2 separate regions of the Mus musculus genome follow, and region 1 is linked to region 2. The links are chromatin contacts, called in public HiChIP or PLAC-seq maps. All regions are on one chromosome and are shown on one strand. Each heading gives the region's core, a stretch centred on a gene start, on an enhancer-like site or on the middle of the called end of the contact. The rest is flanking DNA. Distances are from core to core; before and after follow the strand shown.

Region 1 (4,456 bases), core at 1,881-4,380, 1.2 Mb after region 2:
GGTTTTAATATATATGGTTTTAATAAGTAGTTCAACCTGGCTTACAACCAACCCTGTCGTGCTACCCAGGCTGCCCTCAACCTGTGGTCCTCCCGCTTCAGCTTCAACCTTGGAAGTGCTGCGAGGCTTCCCATACAAGGCTGCGCAGGAAGCATGGGTCCCTAACTTCCTTCCATTCTTCACAGCTTTCAAGTTGGTTGTTTTTTTGTTTTGTTTGTTTGTTTTTTGAGACAGAGTTTCTCCATGCAGTCCTGACTGTCCTGGAACTCACTCTGTAGACCAGGCTGGCCTCGAACTCAGAAATCCGCCTACCTCTGCCTCCCAAGTGTTGGGATTAAAGGCGTGTGTCACCACTGCCAGGTTTCTTTTCTTTTTAAAAGGACTTCCTGGATCTTTCTAACTTCTAGTTGTTTTTTGTTTTTTAAAGATTTATTGCCGGGTATACAGGGTGAGTTCCAGGACAGCTAGGGCCACACGGAGAAACCCTGTCTTGAAAAACAAAAAAACAACAAAAAATATTTATGTTATGTGTGTGAGTACACTGTAGCTATCTTCAGACACACCAGAAGAGGGCATTAGATCCCATTACAGATGGTTGTGAGCCACCATGTGGTTGCTGGGAATTGAACTCAGGACCTTGGGAAGAGCAGTCAGTGCTCTTAACCACTGAGCCATCTCTCCAGTCCTAACTTCTAGTTCTTTCAAATCCCTTTTCTGAGCCAATCCTACAGGCCCCCCAGGCAGTAGGCCCTCTGTCTGTCAAGTCAGGCAGGTTGGGAATGGCGAAGAACACATCACTCTGCAGGCAGGGGTGGGGAACAGTTTATTTTAAGGCACATTCTAATACCACCTCAGCCTCCGAAATGAGAAAAGATGATCTCCTGTAAAAATGTGATTTCATCCCACAGGTCCTATCTGATCTAAGGAAAGATCTTTGGTCCCTTTAGTTTCAAAGTCATCTTTTTCTCACAACCTATTGCATCCATGGAACTGGTCACAAGGACCAGCAGAAACAGGAGCTCTGTTTGGTATCCAGTTGGCACTCGGGTGCCTGGGGTCAGGTCTGCAGGAGGCGGTACTTCCTGTCTTGCTCTGGAGGGTACTTGCAGAAAAGCCCGAGGCGGATTAAGCTGGTGAGGATTCCTGGAAGGTTGGGCACCTGCAATCAAAAAGCTGCTAGAAAGACCAGACTCTGCTTTGTAGACCCAACGTCCCAATCTAGAGTCTGCTTACCGTGATGTATGGGTCTCGGAGGCGAAACCCGTAAATAGACCAAGAGGCGGAGCAAAAGAGCGTGGCAATGGTCAGGGAGAAGGAGAGGCGCTGGGTTGATTTAGTCTGAACGATCTTGGCCTACGGCAAAAATGTGCCTGGTTCAGGTTCATAGAACCATTCCTGAGTCCTCGCCAGAGAATTTCCTCGCGGAAAAAAGACCACAATCCCTGTGGTGCGTCTTTCATTCAGCCCTTTTCCTGCATCCCACTCACCTCTGCTACCTTGACTTCTTCCAAGAGCTGGGCCCCGCCCCCGCCCCAGTATTAGCCAGTCCCTGGCTCAGGGAGCCTAGCCCTTCTCCGCATCTCCCCTACCTCTTGGCCACCCCTACTCACCAAATCAGCCAGTGGGGAGAGGTACATGCTGATGGTAAAGACGCTACAGAAGAGGCCTAGCTGCTGAAGCCGGGCCTCAAGGTCCGGCACCAGAAGCCAAAAGTAGCCATAACCCAGGAGAAGGACAGCCAGCAGGGTTGCCGTCTGCAGGAGCACACCATGCTGCAGGGGAGAGGCGTCTTACATGCATCTGTACCCAGAACACTCATCTCTCTGCTGGAATTGCCTCCTCCTGTCTTCTGCCATGCTCTAATGGGGAAATCAACTTTTATCCCGGCCTTCACGTCAGCCTCTCACCACTCAGTTATTTGAGAGAAATCTCAGCCACACAACACTGGAGATCCCCAGGGAAGGGGAGAGCCATTTTTAGATCCCTCCCCTTTTCATGTGAGCTTCACATACATGTACAATAAGAGACCAATAAATGTTAGTGTGACTGAGTGGGGAAGCAGAGCGAATGGCCATTCTTAGCCATTGGCCCTGGTCCTAACCCTAAAGGAACTATCAGACAGTATAGCCCTCTTCCCCCAGCCTGTTGGGGGAGCACAGGATATCTTGACACCACGGGGTTGGGTAAGCCACCAGCATTTCGAACAAGGGGAGGGTGGGTGGCTCTGTGTGCATTTTAAAGGGTTGACTTCATGGGCAGGAGAACCAGAAGGGCCTTCTAGGAAAGGGAATTAATGCCATCCCACTAATCTTCCAGGAAATAGAACTATATGCTCTGCCAACATGGCCAGGTGTGGGGTGGAGGTGAGTGCAAGGGAGGGCCTCTACCTTCTGAGGACTGTAGTGCAGATATGCCAGGATATAAAGAGTCTGAAGCACGGCCCCCACGCTATTGACGATGATAAGGGTCCCATCTCCCTTCAAGACTCCGTAACTCAGCCAGCTCAGGTTGCTGTGAGGGAAGGAGGATTAAGGTCCAAGGGGCTGCTGGGGTTGCAGCAGGTCTCCAGGGATCTCTTGCACCTCCCTCAGCCTTTCCCATCACAGCCAACAACACTCTCACTTGACATCCGTGGTGAGAAAAGGCAGGAACTGGATGTTGTCCACGCTCCGTGTCCTCTGCATATGCCTGAGGTCCGAGCTGGAAGGGATCCAAAGGAAATTGTTAGGAGTGGGTAAAAGATTTCTCGGTGTTTACCAATCATCCTGAACGACAAGCAGATCTCCCCCCTCAGGCCAAGAGGCAGCCTCGCCTTGGACCTCAAATCATCCAATCCTATTCCACTATTATTCTGGGTTCCAAAAGCAGCAAGATATTGCAGCCACGTCTCTTGCCCGCTTTCATTTCTTGACTTCCTGCCCCAGCCCAGTCCATCCACACTCTCACAGGCCAGTGGAGAACATGCCCAGGGTGAAGAGCACGCAGGCACTAGAAAGGAAAGAGTCTGCCACGCCGCCCGCCTCCATCCCACCGGAGCCGGTTCCCTAGCCCAGCGCGGAGTTCCAGTAGCTCAGACCCGGAGCTGCGGAAGGCGAAGCTCCGCCCTTCCCCGTGGAACCGCGCCGGAACCCGCCCTCGCCCGAACTTCACCGGAACTGGGGACCCAGCCAAACCAGCGCCGCGTGCTGGCCGGGTGGTTTGCTGTAATGTGCGGGCCTGGGTCCTGATCGTGCTGTTCAGATTGCGTTTAGTGGTTTTAGTAGTGCCCCTGCATTTGTCCCCGATCCGACCCCTCCTCACACTGCGCACCCCTTGCATCATCGAGACCACTAGCCTCAACTTCTGGGTTCTTGTATGCTTTTGTGTGCTGGACCACAAACCTCAAATTTAGTCTCACAGGTCTTCAACGCGCCCCCAATTCATATCAGAACCTTGGTTACCCAGCTTTGGGAGGGTTTTCCTGGAGGTTATTGAAACCTCTTTCCAGTCTGTCCCCCAAAAGCAGGAATTGCCATCCTCTTTCAGATGTCCTCTCTTACACGACCTGCCCTATCCAAGGACAAGCCTACCCCTGGCCCCCTGTTCCAACATACTTGCTGCTGGGAACTTTCCCTCCCAGCCTCCCAGGCGGCTCTGCTGGTGGGGCAGCGCACATGCTTCAGCTGGCATCCAGCTCCCTGACTCACCCAGACAGCATGAGTACCTGCATGGTGTGCCAAAGCCCAGCGCTCGAGGCTGGTGAAGTTGGACAGGAAGAACAAAGAGTGGGTGCGGAGAGGAATCTATAGCCCACTCTTGCAGGGAGTTGTGCAGAACCCTCAGGAGTAAACTCCTTTAGCCTGGTAAGACTGATCCTAGCCATTTATTTATTTTGTCTTTTATTTACTTTTTTTGTTTTGTTTTGGTGAGACAAAGTCTCACACTGTAGCCCAGGCTGGCATTGGAATTTTGGCAACATTGCTTCAACCTTCTGAGTGCTGGGGTCACAGGCAGGAGCCACCATGCCTGGCTACTTATGTTTTGTGCTCCTGAGGACTGAACTCAGGGCTGACACACGTTAGGTAACCCTCTACTTCTTGGGGTACATTTCCAGCCTTTTATTTTTGAGTTTGAGGCAAGGTCTGAGTTACTCATGCAGTCTCAAGTTTTTAACCTTCCCACCTCAGCCGCAAAAGGAGCTCTGCATTATACCTGCCCCCCCCCACACCCCCCCCCCATTGCTTCTGTTTAGCACAGAGCCTAACACACAATGGGGACACTGGTCACAAATCAACATGGTGGGGCAGAAAAGCATGTCCATAAAAAACCATCAATTTATTATGAATCCAAAAACACTGTATAAAAAAACCCTGCAGTCATAGAAATGAACAGATACAGCACATTTATATACAGACACTGTACATGTGGGCCCTGCCCGTTAAGCTAAACTCCACAGACTGTACACACGGGCACTGCC
Region 2 (4,129 bases), core at 980-3,479:
GGCTCCACATGACCTGTGATCCATGAGCATGGGCTTGGCTCTGCCCTTAAGACCGGTTTTCATGTAACCAGACTGGCCTTGAAATTGCTGAAGAGCTAAGTATGACTTTAAACTCCTGATTCTCCTGGTTTCACCTTCCACGTGCTATGAACACAGGCATGCACACATGCACACCATAACACACACCAAGCATCTGTGATACCCTCTGCAAACACCTAGAGCTGGATCTAAGGACATGCTGGCCTTGTCTATTCCTTTTTGGATTAGAGTTCATGACCACCGTGAAAGAGCACAGAAGCAAACAGGCAGACACAGCACTGGAGTAGTAGCTGAGAGCTCATGTCTGATCCACAGGCACAAGACAGAGAGAAAAGTATTGGGAATGACATTGGATTTTGAAACCTCAAAGTGACACTGCTCCTCCATCAAGGCCATGCCTCCTAATCTTTCCCAACAGTTCCACCACCTGGGGACCAAGAATTTAAACATAAGAGCCTAGCGACATTTGTACTCAAACTACTATAGGAGGTGCTATAAAAATGTATTGGTTAGCAGGATAGTGAGATGCTCCTATTTGCCTGTGGTGATTTGAATTTGAATAGGTTTGGCCCCCATAGAATCATGTGTTTGAATGTTTGGCCCAAAATGAATGGCAATATTAGGAGGTGTGGCCTTGTTAGAATTGATGTGGCCTTGGCAGAGGATGTGTGTGTCTCCCATGATTAAGCTCTGCTCAATGTGGAATTCCAGTCTCCTCCTGGCTGCCTGCAGAAGGCAGTCCCTGTCTCCTGCCTTTGGATTAAGATGTAGAACTCTCAGCTCCTCCAGCACCATGTCTGCCTGCAGGCTGCCATGCCTCCCACCACGATGATAATGAACTGAACCTCTGAAATTGTAATCCAGCCCCAATTAAATTTTTTTTCCTTAGAAGAGTTGCCTTGGTCATGTTGTTCCTTCACAACAATTAAGACACTATCCTAATATGGGCCTCACACAAATGATACACAGATGTGACCAGATAACTCTTTTGTTACAAAAGACTCCCGTTCTCTTGACATGGTCAGGGTAGTAGGATGATTTTCAGAATTCACCCATTGCATCTCTGTTTCTGCTATCATGGGTTTTGTTTTGTTTTGTTCTGTTTTGCTTTTTTAAAGATTCATTTTTAATTATGTGTTTCTGTGAGTGGGCCTGTGTATATGTTTATAGATACCAGCAGAGGCCATGGGTCCCCAGGAGTTGGAGTTTACAGGTACCTGTGAATACCCAACATGGATACTGTGCATCTTTTTTTGTTGTTGTTTTTGTTTTGTTTTGTTTTTCGAGACAGGGTTTCTCTGTATAGCCGTGGCTGTCCTGGAACTCACTTTGTAGACCAGGCTGGCCTCGAACTCAGAAATCCGTCTGCCTCTGCCTCCCGAGTGCTGGGATTAAAGGCATGTGTCACCACCCAACATGGATACTGGTAACTAGACTTGGATGCTCTTGAAGATCCCCCACTGTAATTTCTTTTCTTTTTAATTAATTGTTAAGGATGTAATTTTATATGTGTGTGTGCGTTGCCTGCATGTATGCATCTGCAGTTCAGAAGTTAGAAGGTGTTGGATCCTCTGGAATCCATATGGGTGCTGGGAACTCAATCTGAAACACTCTTAATGGGTTAGCTATCTCTTCTGCCCTCAGTGTATTTTCTTTATTATATCCTTTGCCGTAATTGCGTTCTAGATAACAAGCAAATGGCTATTCCCATATGGGGAGGCAATATGAAACGCTCTTTTCCCTTGTTTTTGGGCGGCCGGCCGGCCGCAGAAGCCTACAACTGCTGGTGGGAATGGTGTACTTGCAGCTCCGGTGCCCTGGACCCCTTTTCGTCTCCTCTTCTTGGAGCAAGTCTACATGCTCCTCCAAGTTAAGGGTCGAGTCTTAAGTGTTCTTGTGTTCCCAGTACGAAAGGGACAAGGTAGTGTGCAACCAGTGCTGATCCCGCTACGCAGAGCCTGAGTGTCCTTGCCTCAAGGGAGGCACTAACTCCGGAAAGCTCAGGATAGGGTCGGGGGTGGGGGTGGGGGTGGGGGACCCGAAACAGAGGTTAGGGCGGCGCATTGGCTTCCAACAACTGCAGGAAGGAAACTAGCACCCAGCCTGGAACTCAGTTTCCGTGGCAAACATCCAGGGGAGTGGCTACTGTCAGGACGTCTCTATGGTTTCTGCATCCTAGAAGGGCCAAAGTTCACTTCCGGGAAGATGGCTGCACCCAAGTCGGGTGTCACACGTGCTTCCACGGAGAGGACTGTACACTGACGGTAAGGAGCTTGCTTTCCCCAGGGGCGGGAGCAAGGGCGAAGATCGGAGAGTAGTTCCACCCTGCTGACTCTGTGGCTGCGGGGCTTGGATTTATAACCGGAGGAAAAGGCGGCGGCTGGTCCTCTAGGCTGCTGCAAACGGGTGGCTCTGGACATCCCTGGAAACTGGCTGGAAAGGAGACCGCGTCTCAGTGTACTTGCAGCCTTCGCAGATCAGGCTGCGTCTGCCCACGCCGGCCCATTGCAAGTGCGTTAAAAAACGATTCCTACTGTGTCACTCATTTCAGTCCAGAAACGCTGAACGATTCTCAAGGGCTGGGAAATAAAGCTTGCCTCCGCCTTCCGGGAAGTGTGGTTTTGAATTACTGTGATGAGAAATAGAATGTGGGGAAGGCTTACAGCAGAAGAAAGAAGCTGTAAAGGTACAAAGCAGTGAGTTGCTCATGAAATGCTTCACTACCAATCCTGGATCCACTACTTGCCAGTTGTTTGGTGTTCGAATTAGCAGTGTTCGATTTCTTCTTTGTAAATTAAGGCTAAGTAATACCTTCTTATAAGATGTTGGCAGGCATCAATGAGACAATCCATGTGAAGCAGTTAATAGCAGGTTCGTGGTGAGTCAATGCACTACAAGTGTGGGGTATGATTATTCTTACTGTTAAAATAGTCAGAAATAATTTGGTATTTATAATAAGTGGTATTTGCATGGTGACCTCAGCATCTAAATTTTACTTCTGTTTCCATTTCAAGAAGCAAGGTAGCACCTGGGAGAGAGGCAGGCCAGTGTAACCCAGGCTAGCCAGGCTAATTAGTAAGCCCTCAAAAACAAAAAAAATCCAAGAAGACCACTTCTTTTTTTTTTTTAATTTTTTTTTAATTAGGTATTTTCCTCGTTTACATTTTCAATGCTATCCCAAAGGTCCCCCATATCCACCCCCCCCAATTCCCTACCCACCCACTCCCCCTTTTTGGCCCTGGCGTTCCCCTGTACTGGGACATCTAAAGTTGGCAAGTCCAATGGGCCTCTCTTTCCAGTGATGGCCGACTAGGCCATCTTTTGATGCATATGCAGCTAGAGACAAGAGCTCCGGAGTACTGCTTAGTTCATATTGTTGTTCCACCTATAGGGTTGCAGATCCCTTTAGCTCCTTGGGTAATATCTCTAGCTCCTGCATTGGGGGCCGTGTGATCCATCCAATAGCTGACTGTGAGCATCCACTTCTGTGTTTGCTAGGCCCCGGCATAGTCTCACAAGAGAGAGCTATATCTGGGTCCTTTCAGCAAAATTTTGCTAGTGTGTGCAATGGTGTCAGCGTTTGGAAGCTGATTATGGGATGGATCCCTGCATATGGCAATCACTAGATGGTTCATCTTTTTGTCACAGCTCCAAATTTTGTCTCTGTAGCTCCTTCCATGGGTGTTTTGTTCCCATTTCTAGGAAGGGGTTAAGTGTCCACACTTTGGTCAAGAAGACCACTTCTTTACCCCGTTTTTGTGTTGCTGTATTCACAGTTCCGTTTCATTTGGGCTTCATGCAATCATCCTTCCTAATGGAAAGGTGGATAGACATGTGATTCTTCCTAAACTCGACTGTCACGATTGCTAACACCCTGCCTCCATTTTATAAGGTTTTGTGAGCTTTGGGGCATTTAGCTATGCAGAATTGAAGAGTATTCCTAGACACCAGAGTACACAAGAGCATAGTCCCTTAACAAAGCATCGTTATCACTGGTGTGGTACCTGGGAAACTACACAGTCTATGCAGTCATGAGAAATAGAGGGAGCCAGGCATTTGTGGTGCATGCCTTTGAGGTCAGCCTTGTATA

What was found. HiChIP or PLAC-seq counts read pairs in DNA pulled down with a chosen protein or histone mark.
Region 1: a contact with region 2 is called in a FOXA1 HiChIP or PLAC-seq map of pancreatic cancer cells. The contact joins the promoter of Slc50a1 here to the promoter of Gpatch4 in region 2. A contact is called at or near these places in 3 of 39 promoter capture datasets (cranial neural crest, erythroid cells and liver) and 1 of 115 datasets of contacts at active chromatin or transcription factors (pancreatic cancer cells).

Annotation. Positions count from the first base shown.
Region 1 is chr3:89,267,440-89,271,895 of GRCm38.p6, forward strand. Slc50a1 (solute carrier family 50 (sugar transporter), member 1) reads right to left here and starts at 3,131. Exons shown (of 6, transcript NM_009057.3): 1 at 2,947-3,131; 2 at 2,623-2,700; 3 at 2,388-2,511; 4 at 1,611-1,772; 5 at 1,234-1,353; 6 at 807-1,159. The coding sequence starts at 3,026. The coding sequence ends at 1,058. It overlaps Efna1 (ephrin A1), which reads right to left. Exons shown (of 5, transcript NM_010107.4): 5 at 4,291-4,456.
Region 2 is chr3:88,040,877-88,045,005 of GRCm38.p6, forward strand. Gpatch4 (G patch domain containing 4) reads left to right here and starts at 2,230. Exons shown (of 8, transcript NM_001110809.2): 1 at 2,230-2,303.